2 separate regions of the Zea mays genome follow, and region 1 is linked to region 2. The links are chromatin contacts, called in public Hi-C maps. All regions are on one chromosome and are shown on one strand. Each heading gives the region's core, a stretch centred on a gene start, on an enhancer-like site or on the middle of the called end of the contact. The rest is flanking DNA. Distances are from core to core; before and after follow the strand shown. Region 1 holds the start of LOC100191478 (Hydroxyproline O-galactosyltransferase GALT2). Region 2 holds the start of LOC100382414.

Region 1 (6,391 bases), core at 3,837-6,336, 410 kb after region 2:
TTTTGGGAATATTACTAATCTATATTAACTCTTTGAAGCTTGTTGTAACAGAAAATATTCCACTAAAATTATCTTGGTCTTTTTTGTAAACAATTAATTTCTAAATTGTCACACAGTTTTGCATGGTACATACTTTCCTGGCACAAAGTTTCTTCCTGTCATGAACTTATCTTTTTATATTAATTTTAGAAATATACCACCTGCCTGTAACCCTCGGGTCAGTCCGTCCGCAGTAAGAGAATTGTATAAAAGGTCTATTTAGGTGACCCATGATATAATTTCTCAGATGAGTTTTTCTACTACAATAGTTTTATTGCCTAGGTGCAACAATAATCAGTATTAAGCAATACATGATCAAGTTCAGTATTGCTACAATTAACTCTTAAATGTAGTTTTATTTTACATATTATATCTCAAGTTGATGATACAATATGTGGCTCCCAACAGTATGCTTAGTTTTGCATGTCTTGTGCCTGCTATTTTCTACCAACCATTTAAGTGTGTTTGTGATGAATAATTTTTAAGGCATCCTTACAGAATTCTGTTATTTGAAATTGCTACAACTCATAATGCTATGCAAACTAGCAGAATGCAGTGGTTAATTTTGTATAGAAATGAGCAACCTATGTTACATCAATTATTGTGTGTCAGTTCTAAATTTCACATTCCACTAATATGCATCGTCTTCTTTTAATTTTGGTGTTCCATAAGCAACCTATTTTGTTGTTATTTACTAAATATGAGCATATCTTTTGATTCTTATTAATCATGATTTGACACCTGTGTATTATAGGAAAAACTGTTGGGAGTTTGGAAGACATGATTATTTCTATGGTGTTTGCATTTTTAGATTAGTGAAATTTATAGAAACGTTGAAGTGTCAAGTTATTTCTGTGTGTGCTTTCTCGTCCTTTGGCGGTAGAGTATAGTGCTTGCTTATTTGGTGCAAACGCCATGAAGTCCCTATTGAGAAGGTATGCAATTTCTGGTTCTGACAATATTTGTTTTTCTCCAAATTTCCCTGTTGCAAATGCCTGCAGTTATTGAACATGCTGTTCTGCTAACAGATTTTCAATAAATCTCTTCTTAGGAAATTTGTATGGGCAATGGACATTGACTCGGAATTCAGATTCTAGGAGAGCATTGGCACGTTATTTGCCTCTGTTAATTTCAAGAAAAACATGACAGGTTAATTTCAACAATGCACGTTATTCACCAAACCGCACCTTATCCAGGGAACAATGGAGTTATTGATGGCCATAGCTTGGTATGGTGGCATTGGTTGCGCTCCTATGAGCTGAACCATAGCCGACCCAACCTTCTGGAGTTCTTGTATTCTGAAGATATTGTGATCTCAAACTTGACGTTCTTAAATCCACCAGCCTAGAGCATACATCTGGTGTACTGCAGGTGCAACGCAATTAACTTAGCTCTGTGCATAAGGTGTGGTTTGGTGAATATTAGCTACATATGTACTAAAGCATAGTGTCTTTGTATTCTCCAGTAATGTAAAGGTCCACAATGTGACGATTGAGACCTCGCTGGACGCTCCACTCACTGATGGCATAGTTCCAGGTATGATTTTTTTTCTAGGCTGAATGGACCTTTTTATGATTTATTTTCTTACAGCATAGATATTTGAATTCATTCTTGATGGTAGGCTGGTATTATTTAGTGATTTAGTTCTGAATGCAGCAAAAAACATCTTGATCTCTGAAGAAAACTTATTCTCCTTTTCCATTTCTTGTTGTACTTGGTAGCATAAAAACCTGAATAATATGCCCTAACTGTTGCCCCATATGCTTAACAAATAATCTGAACCACTCTTACTTTGTAACTCTTAAAATGCACTAGACAGCGATGTCGAGAAGTTTTTAATCATCCCACTAATTATCTGTTCTTGCTCCATATTCATATTCAAACTTATGTATCAAGGACAACACCAGAATTGTCAGCCATGAAGTTATCTCGCTGAAAAACAGATGGGACAGGTATAGCATTGCCTTTGGGAGGCTTACCACTTCTATCATCTTTCAGAGCCGCTCTTGCATTTGGGAGTGAGATGTCTGGCGGAATCTTAGACATCCATGTTGACCACCTCTGGATCCATGACTCCTCCAAGGGTATTTCTTTCAGACCTCACCGACCGTGGGGGTTACATAGAAGACGTGGTATCAACAGATGCTTGGAAAGTTTTCTGTCACCAAATGGGAAACAAGATATTGTAGGCCTGGAGCCGTGAAACAACGACACCGCAAGACTGTACAACAGCTTCAGGTGAGCAGCCATCTATGAGCAGCCCTCCTGCCATTGAGGCCTGTGCTGGCAACGACGGAAGCCATTTGGTGGGATCTCAGCCAGATGCTACGCCATATGCTTCTACCAGCACAACGCAGAGGATGAGTTCCGAAGCATTAGCAAGCCAGCAATGTGGATCACTACCACAAATTTCGATAAACCGAGCTGAACGTACCCTTGAGATGAAGGGCAGCCCCAATAATCTTCACTGACACCCAGGCATGCAGCAAACTACGAATGGTTTCAATGATGTTCCAGGTGCCAAACCAGACTCTTAACTACACTTGTACGGTTAATGTTCCATTTCTCATGACCATTTTAGTTCAAAGTTCATGACCTTTGTGTGTCTGTCTTTTTTCAGGACCAATGATGTTCCCACATGTGGCTCAACTGGTGGTGAATCAGATGCAGACACATACGGCTGATTGATAATGTTGTGTGTGTGTGCCGGGGGGGGGGGGGTCGGGTCGCCTTTGATCCGTCGCGCCTCAACCTGGGGCTGCAACTGTGAGCCTGTTGTGTAATTGCTTAAGTAGTTATTAGGATGATAGCGTGCATAGATGTGTTGGGTGGATGCTGTAACAGCGGTGACCGGTGAGTTGCGATTCTGAATGTGTAGCAGAAAAACCACAACCGAAATGAAACATCTGTATAGATTATCGAGGATTTTTTTAGCATGAAATCGTGCGAATCAGTTTGTCTATTGTCTGTATGGTTTATATATAGACATCAAACTGACGGTGTTCCCGGACTGCTTAATCTCTGCTGCCAGTAACATGATTAGGAGTGACAAGAGAGGCCATGCTTGTTTAGAGCAAAATCAGCCATGCACCAAATAACAAGTGAGGTTGGTGCTTTCTATCTCAACTATGATGGTTTAATCGCTGGATCTTATCTTCATTACTACATAGTTAGATCCTTTAATATTTGGTGCATGGCTGATTTTTGTCACTCATTACCTAGATCAACTCACTTGTTATGATTGTTGAGTTGTTTTTTGATAGCATCACTAAACAATGTCATATCCGTGTATAAGTGTCCCCGTTGCAACGCACGGGCATATGCCCTTCACCCAATCACTTGCAGCTTAAAGGGCATCTGAATTAGTGGTTTTAAGGTATTAACATTACAATTTTTGGTACATCTCAATATTGTCTCATGTGCATTGGGTGAAGGATTTTATCGTATTGATTCCGTAGCAACGCACGGGCATATACCTAGTATGTATTTATGGACAACAAGGGCTCATATAACTTTTATGGTCCCTGTAAAATATGTATGCTAAAATAATTTTTAGGCATTTTGCATTATTAATTCTAATAGTAAAGCACCATGTAAATACCAACTTGAATATTCCATGCCTATCTAGGAGATAACTCAAAAGATGAAGTAAAAAGCCAGTGCAGGTTTCTTGCGTTTTGATAATTCGGTGCTAATCTAAATGAGCAAATATGTGTTTGATGTGAGATACATTGCTGAATAGTCTCTGAGTATGGTTATAAATTTAGGCAATTTCAGCAACAATTTAATCAAAAAAGGTAATCACCAGATTTGCAACCACACGTGATTGAAGCGTGATGAGCATATCGAAAATACTAGATAACATAAATTTGATCGAAAATCTTATTAGGTAGTGAGCAAGAGAAACATACATAGTGGCAGAGTCGTATGTGCTAGCGATATAGTGCTTATTGATGTAGTCATCCCACTTAATGCAGTGCATAGAGGTAGCCGCGTCGATCACCATCGATTCGTTGAGAAGGAGAGGACTAAGCATTGATCACCATATAGGAAGAGATGATGAAGCAAGCAATCGTGCAGTTTGCGGATACTCACCAAAAATATGATTGACGATATTCGCCAAAGCAAATGAACTTTTAAACGACATGTGTTTCAAAGGCATACTCTCTCGAGACTCGTGCGCGCGAGGACTAAAACATGGGGAACTTGATCAACGACAGATAGGGGAAACATAAAATTGGAAGCGAACTGAAGACGAATGATGACAAAACGAAGCTTTTATCTCGAAGTTAGGAGAACCGAGCTAGAGAACCAAGTGGGCACAAGAGATCAAGAGATGAAAAATTAGTTCTGTCATTATGTGCAAAACTCGTGTAATTTTAGAAATTACGAACCGGAACTTTTGATAACTCTCCTTATGTAATAACTCACATAACACTATTCTTGGATTACATACATTATCTGATCCGCTAGTCGAGACGTTCTTAGGGTGATAGGTCCAGACTAGATTTTGTTACCAATCATTATCTTAACATTAGGTATAACTACTACTATGTATTTAAGCAAGTATTAGAGCATCTCCAAGCGACTCTTTATTTTTAACTTTCTATTTGTCACTCCGTAAATATTAAACTCTATATATAATATCTCATTCCAACAGACTCTTCAACATGCAAGTTAGTTTGGCTAGTGAAAGTTACTAGCCAAATTTGGCTAGTGAGAGAATTAATTTATAGAGCCTGATAATTTAGCAAGTTAAATAGCTAGTCAGTTGAAGACCTATTATACTATTAAGTAGCTAAAATTTAGCTTGACAAACTTTTTAACTAGTCTTTTGTAGATGTTCTTACATTACATACTAACTTCATCATTATTCCATCGCAATTATAAAACCCAATTTAATAACTCAGAAAACACTTCATCTAAACGCAAGGGTAACGGTAAACCCACCTGCGAGGCCGCGACTGTGACACACGGCGTTAAGTAACCGCCACGTCAGCAGCAACGCACTGGCAAAGTGGCAATGGTTATTGCTAACCATCAACCCAACCCGTCACTTTCCCTTCTGTCTGGCTCCGCATCCCAGTCCCAGACCCGGCAAGCGCCGGCCATCGCCATTTCGGATCCGGGCCCGCTCAGCGCGCGGGTTCCCGAACCCGGCCGGCCGGCCGCGCTCCTCGCCACCGCCGCCGCCGGCCATGAAGCGCGCGCGCAGCTCCGAGGTATTCATCGGCGTAGGCCGGCTGCGCGCACGCAGGGGCCTGGCGCCGCTTCTCGCAGCGGCGGCTTTCGCCTACCTACTGTTCGTGTCCGTCAAGCTCACTTACCTCGGCAGCGCTGGGCCCGCGCCTGCCGTCGGCCGCCTGGCCACCACCGGCGCGGGCGAGCCAGCTGCGCGCGCGCGCTCGAGCGGCGGCGGGGCCGTGTCCGGGTACGGCCGCATCACCGGCGAGATCCTCCGGCGGCACGAAGCCTTCGAGGAGCGGCGGAAGCGGTGGGGGCAGCTGGGGAACTTCACGGAGCTCGAGCGCGTGGCGGCCGAAGCGTGGGCGCTCGGGGCCGCCGCGTGGGAGGAGGCCTCTGCGTTCGACGGCGACGTCGACTACATCGCCTCCCGCGACGTCGCCGGGGAGGGCACGGCCAAGTGCCCAGGCTCGCTCGCGCTCGGCGCCGGGGAGACCACGGCGTTCCTGCCGTGCGGGCTGGCCGCCGGGTCGGCAGTTACCGTGGTTGGGACAGCGCGGACGGCGCGGCCGGAGTACGTCGAGGCGCTGGAGCGGAGCGGCACGGGCAACGGGACGGTGCTGGTGGCGCAGTTCGCGGTGGAGCTGCGCGGCCTGCGCGCTACCGACGGCGAGGAGCCGCCTAGGATACTGCACCTCAACCCGCGCCTGCGCGGCGACTGGAGCAGCCGCCCCGTGCTAGAGATGAACACCTGCTTCCGAATGCAGTGGGGCAGGGCACAGCGCTGCGACAGTACCCCTTCCGGAGACGATGACCTGGGTAAGAGGCGCGCTCCAACAATCTTTTGTTTCGAAATTTGAACAAAAATGCATGTAGCAAGCTTATTAATTGGACAATGCAAGCTTCCTTTTCTTGGGAAACGGTAGAAAACACAGTAGTCACTAGTCAGTATGGAGCATTATGCTCTCATGACACATCCCTTGTGCAGAACCTGTTAAATTTTCACCAGTTTAGATATTTGTATTTGTTCTTGTGCATCCAGTATTGTTTGTGGCGGTTGGTTGAAGTATAAGGTATTGGGTGGATGAACACTGAGGCTAAAACAAAATGGATTGCCTACAAAGGTGCTAAATCTATATGCAGAGTGGCCATGCATCCTAATTTGTTC
Region 2 (6,285 bases), core at 26-2,525:
CATCCCCTCTACTGGAAGTATGGCCTTGTGTTGCCCGAACCAGAATAACTGCTTGTGTCTTCTCGCACACCATCTAGAGTCGGCCACGCGACATATTTACTAGTTGGTTAAGGGCCCACGGTCCAAACATCGACACGTCTCCCATCACCTAGCAACTTCTATGTGGCATCACCTATTAGCAAATCGCTTCAAACGAGTTTGCGATGTGTGGGCGTCCGGCGTCCCTGAGAGGAAGGGTAGACTAGCCATTGTGTATTCAAAAAACAAGAAATTGGTTTCTTAAAAACTAGATTCCAAAAAACACCCTCACCATTTTTTTTCATAAACCAGTTTCTAGAAACTAGTTTCTTAAAAATTAGGTTGCTTAGACCCTAAGTGACTAAGTAAAATGACATGATACGTGGGTTGTTTGCCTCAAAAATAGTTGAGGATATATTTTTTAAACTAGTATCAATTAGTCACTTTGAATACTTAATTAATTCATATAGTAATTATCATATGAAAAATAGATAAGTAACATGTAGCAAAAAAAATGTATCCACCTAGCGTATATTTAAACACATCTACCTTTGTGCCTAAAGTAAACCAATTTTAAAATCATCTACGGTCGAGATATCTTAAGATCGACAAATTTTATAGGAAAATCAATATCATATACACACCAAATAAATACTTCTTCTATTTTGAATATTTTTTTCCTAAAAATGTATATGTAGCTTTTACTGTGTGTTTACTAATACATATGTCTAGGTACAAAGTAAATATATATACATCTAAAATAGATAATATATTTTGTAATTTGAATGGAGAGTATATAAAAATACTCCCTTCATCCTAAAATAATATTCATTTCAGCTTTTATTTTTATGTCTATATTAAAATAGATGATGCTGAATCTAAACATATATATAAATTAAATATGAATCTATTAATTTCTTAAAACTAATTTTAATTTGGACAAAGGAATAATACTTCATCACGTACGAAGTTTTCCTTTTAGAACGGAGTGAGCGACTATATAACATAGGTTAAAGAAAACCAGTTAGAAGAACAGCGGCTTTATACTCCTGTCCGCCGAATGACAGTGGACCCCACTGTCGGAGCATACCTTCGTGCCCTTCCAGAAGCTTCCCCGCCCGGCCACCCAACACTCTCCTACGGCTCGCCGTCGCGTGGACCACCCATCCCCTCACTGACCGCACGGACCCGCTCAATCCGGGCCCGTACGTCATAGAATCTCACGCGACTAAACGACCGTGCTCCCCAGTACGCCCGTCACTGTACCATGCCACTCCACCGTTCCGACATCCAAGGCTCCAAGTATAAACCCCGCGGCTGCAAACCCTAGCCGCCCGATGCTCTTCGTCCCGCGCCAAGTCGTACTCGCCGCCTCATCACAGCCCCGCGCCGCCGCCTCTTCCGCCATGGCCAAGGAGGAATCCAAGAAGGAGAAGAAGAAGGCCAAGGCCAAGGTGGCCAATGGAGCCGCCGCCGCCGCCGCCGCCCCGGTCCCTGGCGCGAGGGCCGCGGTGGTCGCCTCCGTCGCCGCCTTCCTCGAGTCCGCTGGGCTCTCGCGCACGCTCGTCGCCCTCCAATCCGAGGCCGGCCTCGAGGTACCCTCTCCCCCCTGTACGTTTGTGGTGTTGCCGTTTTGGTGCGCTGTTGCTGAGGCGCAGGATTGGGGAATTTCTGGTTCCAGGCCGGTGCGTGGGGGTCGTCACAGGTGAACTTGGAGGAGCTGGTTGCCAGATTCTTAGAGTCGAGGTACTATTTCCAATGATCATTTTACCTTTGCCACATTGCTTCGATTGGTGAGTGGCGTGTGCTGTTTACTAGCACAGTATGATCGGTTACTGATGCAAATTTGGATGTCGAACAGCAATTCAACTCGGGCGGCTGCCATTCTGGGAAGCGATGAGCAAGGTAGCAGCTTTGTTTGTTCAAATTGTTGTCGTTTGCCTTTGATCGATACCTTTATTTACTTTTGGTTCCCGCTGACTGGAATTCACTGGCGCAGACAAGGAAAATGATGATATAGCAGGAGAAGTTGGCAAGGAAAAAAAGAGGAGCGGCACAGAAGCCGGTGAGCCTGAGAGCAAGGCGATCGAGCCTTTAGCTGAGGAAAAGCCGACTGAAAATATGGACGGTGAGGCTAAAGAGAAGAAACAAAAGAAGAAGAAAGACAAGGGTGACCCTTCAGCTGCGAATGCTGCTAGCGAGGGAACAACTGAAATTGTGAAGAACGCCGACCAGAAGGACGATGAGGCCAAGGAGAAGAAACAGAAGAAGAAGAAGGACAAGGGTGACCCCTCAGCTGCGGGCGCTGGCAGCGGCGAAACAACTGAAACAGTGAAGGAGGATGATCATAAGCTTGATGGCAAGAAGAAGAAGAAAAACAAGAAGCAGGGAAAGGATGATGATGTCGAAGCTAGGCTGGAAAAGGCAGAATTAGCAATACTTAACAAGTTTGAGGCAGCAGAAAAGCTCAATGGAAGAGAGGTAGAACCAAAAGGTCAGAATGACAGTGCTGATGACTGCAGTGGTGCTGTGGAAAGGAAAAAGAAGAAGAAAGAGAAATCATCTGCCGGGACTTCAGAGAAGACTGATGCAGGAAGTGCACCTGCTGAGGCTGATGGTGCCAAGGGAAAGAATGGTGCTGTAGAAACAGTCAAGGATGATAATGAGAAAAAGGCCAAAAAAAAGCGGAAGAAGTCTAACCCTGAAGAAACTGTTCAGGTGGAAGGTAAAGAGGCTGCAGGGAAAGATTCAGTCCCAAAACAAGATGATGCGAACAAGAGTGTAATGGAGATTGAAGAAGGTAACCAAGGGAAGTCGTCAAATGAAAATGCAGTTGCTGGCAAAAAACGGAAGCTAGAAGAAGTTGAAGGAAGCATTCCCCCTGTGACTGGGAAAGAAGATTGCACAGCCAACGAAAGTCTAAGCAATGGTTTTGCAGAGGATAAAAAAGAAGAAAGCAACACAAAACCAAGCAAAAGGCAGAAACATTCATCTGAGGTATGCAGCTTTCTTTCTTGCTTTCTAACTGTTGGTCTATATCCCTTTATTTTTGCACTTTGTTTCCTGTAGTTTAATAACCTTAGGAGGCGTTATCCATAATTCTTAGATCCTGTTTATACCAGATGCTTCATTCACTACTAGCTTCCTTAGCAACTTGCTTTTTGCATTATGGTTCAGAAATGCATCCACAATAATTGGTCGCCGGTAATGATGTCCACTAGCCTGAATTCACCATGAGGATGTTGAGAAATTCATTGCCTGAGATTTTGGATCCACTGGCATCATTGCATTGCATGTCAGTACTTTGTATAATAGAGATTACTGTGAGTAATCTGACCAGTGACATCTTATTGGGACCATCAGCCTTTCCTGTTCTGAGCAAGTTGAAGTAGGCATCATTTATCTGATCAATGTCATCAATATTCCGATAAATTTCCTTTTTGTTTATCCACTGTAGCCCAAGACTGTGACCCCATTTCAACGTATTAAGGTGGACGACGTCAGATTTGCAGATGACAGGCTTCAGGATAACTCGTATTGGGCTAAGGTGCTTTTCTGCTTTGTTGATCATACATGCACATGCTGAAAGACTAGCATTTATCAAGCTAAACCTTGTATGGCCTATTGGTGCTATACCTCTATTGCAGGGTGGCGCAGACACCGGTTACGGCGCAAAGGCACAGGAGATCCTTGGCCAAGTCAAGGGAAGGTCAGTACTTGTTGGTTGTTGCTGTTACGTTCTGTTTTCTTTCAACTACGATAAGGGATCAAGGACTTCTACATGATCCTTCTACAAGCATAACACCGGTCCAACCCTTCCACGCTGCAGGGGGTTTAGGCACGAGAAAACCAAGAAGAAGCGTGGCACCTACAGGGGCGGGCAAATCGACCTGCAAACCCACTCGATCAAGTTCGAGAATTCAGACGACGAGTGAAATGGTGAGACCTGGGCTTCCCCATAAGATGGAAGCCTATACAGTGTTTTAGCAGTTGACCCATTTCTACCGCCGTTATTGCCTGATCAGGCCTGGTGCTGGTGGGAAGAAGCGATGCGATGGATGGTGCATGCAATACAACACGGTACCAGCTGGATTAAATCAGTTGCGGTGTGCCATTATTTGTTAGATTGAGCGACGTGAGAAATCGTCGAAATTTTGTTTGCTTGTTGGGCTCACTGATTTGCTGATTTTGCTACAGCTTATGCGACGTTAACGTTGCTACTCTGCGTGTTATGAGTTTGCCCGTGCTCTTGATTCCTTTCGAAATGACTACCTTGGAGCCGCTGATGGAAGTGCAGTGAGCTAGGCCCAGCGTAGAACTGGGCTCTTTCTATCGACCCACTGATCTCGGGACAATTGATCTGTATCATCAATTTCCATCGCTAGACCCAGCGTAGAACTGGGCTCTTTCTACTCGAGGACACTACAGGAACTAAAATAAACAAAAATACCCCTTAGCGTTCGTTCTCTCTCGTTGCCAAAAAAAAGGAACTAGAAGCCCCACAGCGCTGCCAATACCAACGGAGGCCAGTGCTGTCTATGGTCGAGTAGAAAGAATAATTAATATAACGTTCTTTTAATATAATTTAAATATCCTACAGAGTATTTAACGTAGATTTTTTTTTCTAAAATTAAATGAGCTTGTTTGTGTGTGCTTTTGGTATTTCTTGAGCGCAAAAAAAAAATCAAAACATGTTTCTTTATTAAATAGGTTCTTCCAGAATTTACCGGGTATCTAATGGCAATTATTCTTGTTTTTCTAGAGCTATTTATATTTAGTAGAAGGCTCTAAAATATTTTTATGGGCTCTGAATATTTTATTTGGATTTCTCATCTCCAAATAGACCTCTAGGATGTTTCTTAAAATTTCGGAATCTTTAGAATACTTTTGGTGGTTTAAATATTAAATCTAGACATTTCTAGAATTAAAATAAATCAAGAAAATGAATATTCTAGAGATAAATTCTAAACTATAGTGGACGGTCCACTTTTCTCATGCCGATCGAACCTTGCTGAAGGCGTAATCCGCGGATTCGTTTTTCCCTCGCGATAGCGCCCGCGTGCGTGGACTCTCAATCGTAGCGAGTGATGTGTGGGGCCACTCATCGGAGTCGTCTTCTGCATAAAATCTCTAAATTAGGATAACATCCCAGCATACAAGGTAGAACACTAAACAGATAGGATCGATCCTAACGGATAAAAAAGACACTTATAATTTGTTACACCCAGGTTTTTAGGGGCACCAAACCTGAGCGCGAATCATCACCAAAGGTGTGTTTGGTTTGACTTTTGGCTTTGGCTTTTGCCCCCCTAAAAACCAAAAGTCAACCACAAAGGGCTGGATCCAGAAAGCAGCTTTTTCTAAAAGCCGACTTTCTCGTAGTGCAAATCTGAAAGCACCTCTGGACCTGCTTTTAGTGGCTTTTCGGATGGAACTGTGAAAACATATATCGAAGAATTTTTAACGACTTTTAGTGGTTTCCACCAAATGGTTTTTAGCTTTTTAACAGCTTACAGCCTACAACAGCTTTTTTCACAGCTCACAGCCCACATCAACTTTTTTCACAGCCACAGCCCAACCAAACAGACCCCAAGAGTGCTGGGACCAAGTCTCACACACATGATGACTCATGATACAGAAATAAATGTCACAACATTAATATATAACATGATTCTGTACAAAATAGTTAAATAATTACATCATACGAAGACAACGATCCAGCAACCTTAGTTAACTAGGAGACGACGGTCTAGACCACTCACGAACTCATCACACCATCCTTCATGCGCCTCATCCAGTGGTACATATTCTTGACATGGGGGTGTGAGTACAACAAGGGTGAGCTCACATAAGTTCATCGCTCAACACGTTATGATAATAATGTGCATGAACTCACCAAAGGTGGGAGCTCATGTGAAGTGTAAGGCTTACCAAATGAGATGGTTAAAGCTGAGCATTGCTTTTAAAGTTGGTTAAAATTTTATTAGCAGTTACTAAGTATAAGTAGATACCAGCCTAATTAAATAAGAGATCAAACTTAATAATAACACCCACAATGCAATACATATGACAAATTAAGTTTAGTTCCATAAGTTAATCATGCGAGAGTCCTCAGTCGCTCTTAACCGTGAGCACGACTGATATACCAGTTTTACACTGTGCAGATGTTGTGCCCTTTACCCACAAGTCATGTATCCTGTCTAGCCAGGGTTTGCAAGGCTCTTAGACACTTTCAAGGTGAATGGCTAGGGATCCACTACGAGGCCA

Evidence for each region. Hi-C and Micro-C count contacts between places; a contact is called where the count stands out from the background.
Region 1: a contact with region 2 is called in a Hi-C map of endosperm, with 2.7 times the contacts expected there. The contact joins the promoter of LOC100191478 here to the promoter of LOC100382414 in region 2. A contact is called at or near these places in 4 of 25 Hi-C or Micro-C datasets (bundle sheath, endosperm, leaf and 1 more).

The regions. Positions count from the first base shown.
Region 1 is chr3:125,613,048-125,619,438 of Zm-B73-REFERENCE-NAM-5.0, forward strand. LOC100191478 (Hydroxyproline O-galactosyltransferase GALT2) reads left to right here and starts at 5,087. Exons shown (of 7, transcript NM_001136910.3): 1 at 5,087-6,042. The coding sequence starts at 5,238. LOC103650502 (a long non-coding RNA gene) reads left to right here. Exons shown (of 6, transcript XR_002268400.2): 2 at 1-974; 3 at 1,091-1,410; 4 at 1,505-1,575; 5 at 2,038-2,556; 6 at 2,660-3,091.
Region 2 is chr3:125,206,393-125,212,677 of Zm-B73-REFERENCE-NAM-5.0, forward strand. It overlaps LOC100382414, which reads left to right and starts at 1,276. Exons shown (of 7, transcript NM_001175157.2): 1 at 1,276-1,613; 2 at 1,700-1,764; 3 at 1,880-1,923; 4 at 2,018-3,015; 5 at 3,476-3,565; 6 at 3,666-3,727; 7 at 3,848-4,249. The coding sequence starts at 1,356. The coding sequence ends at 3,953.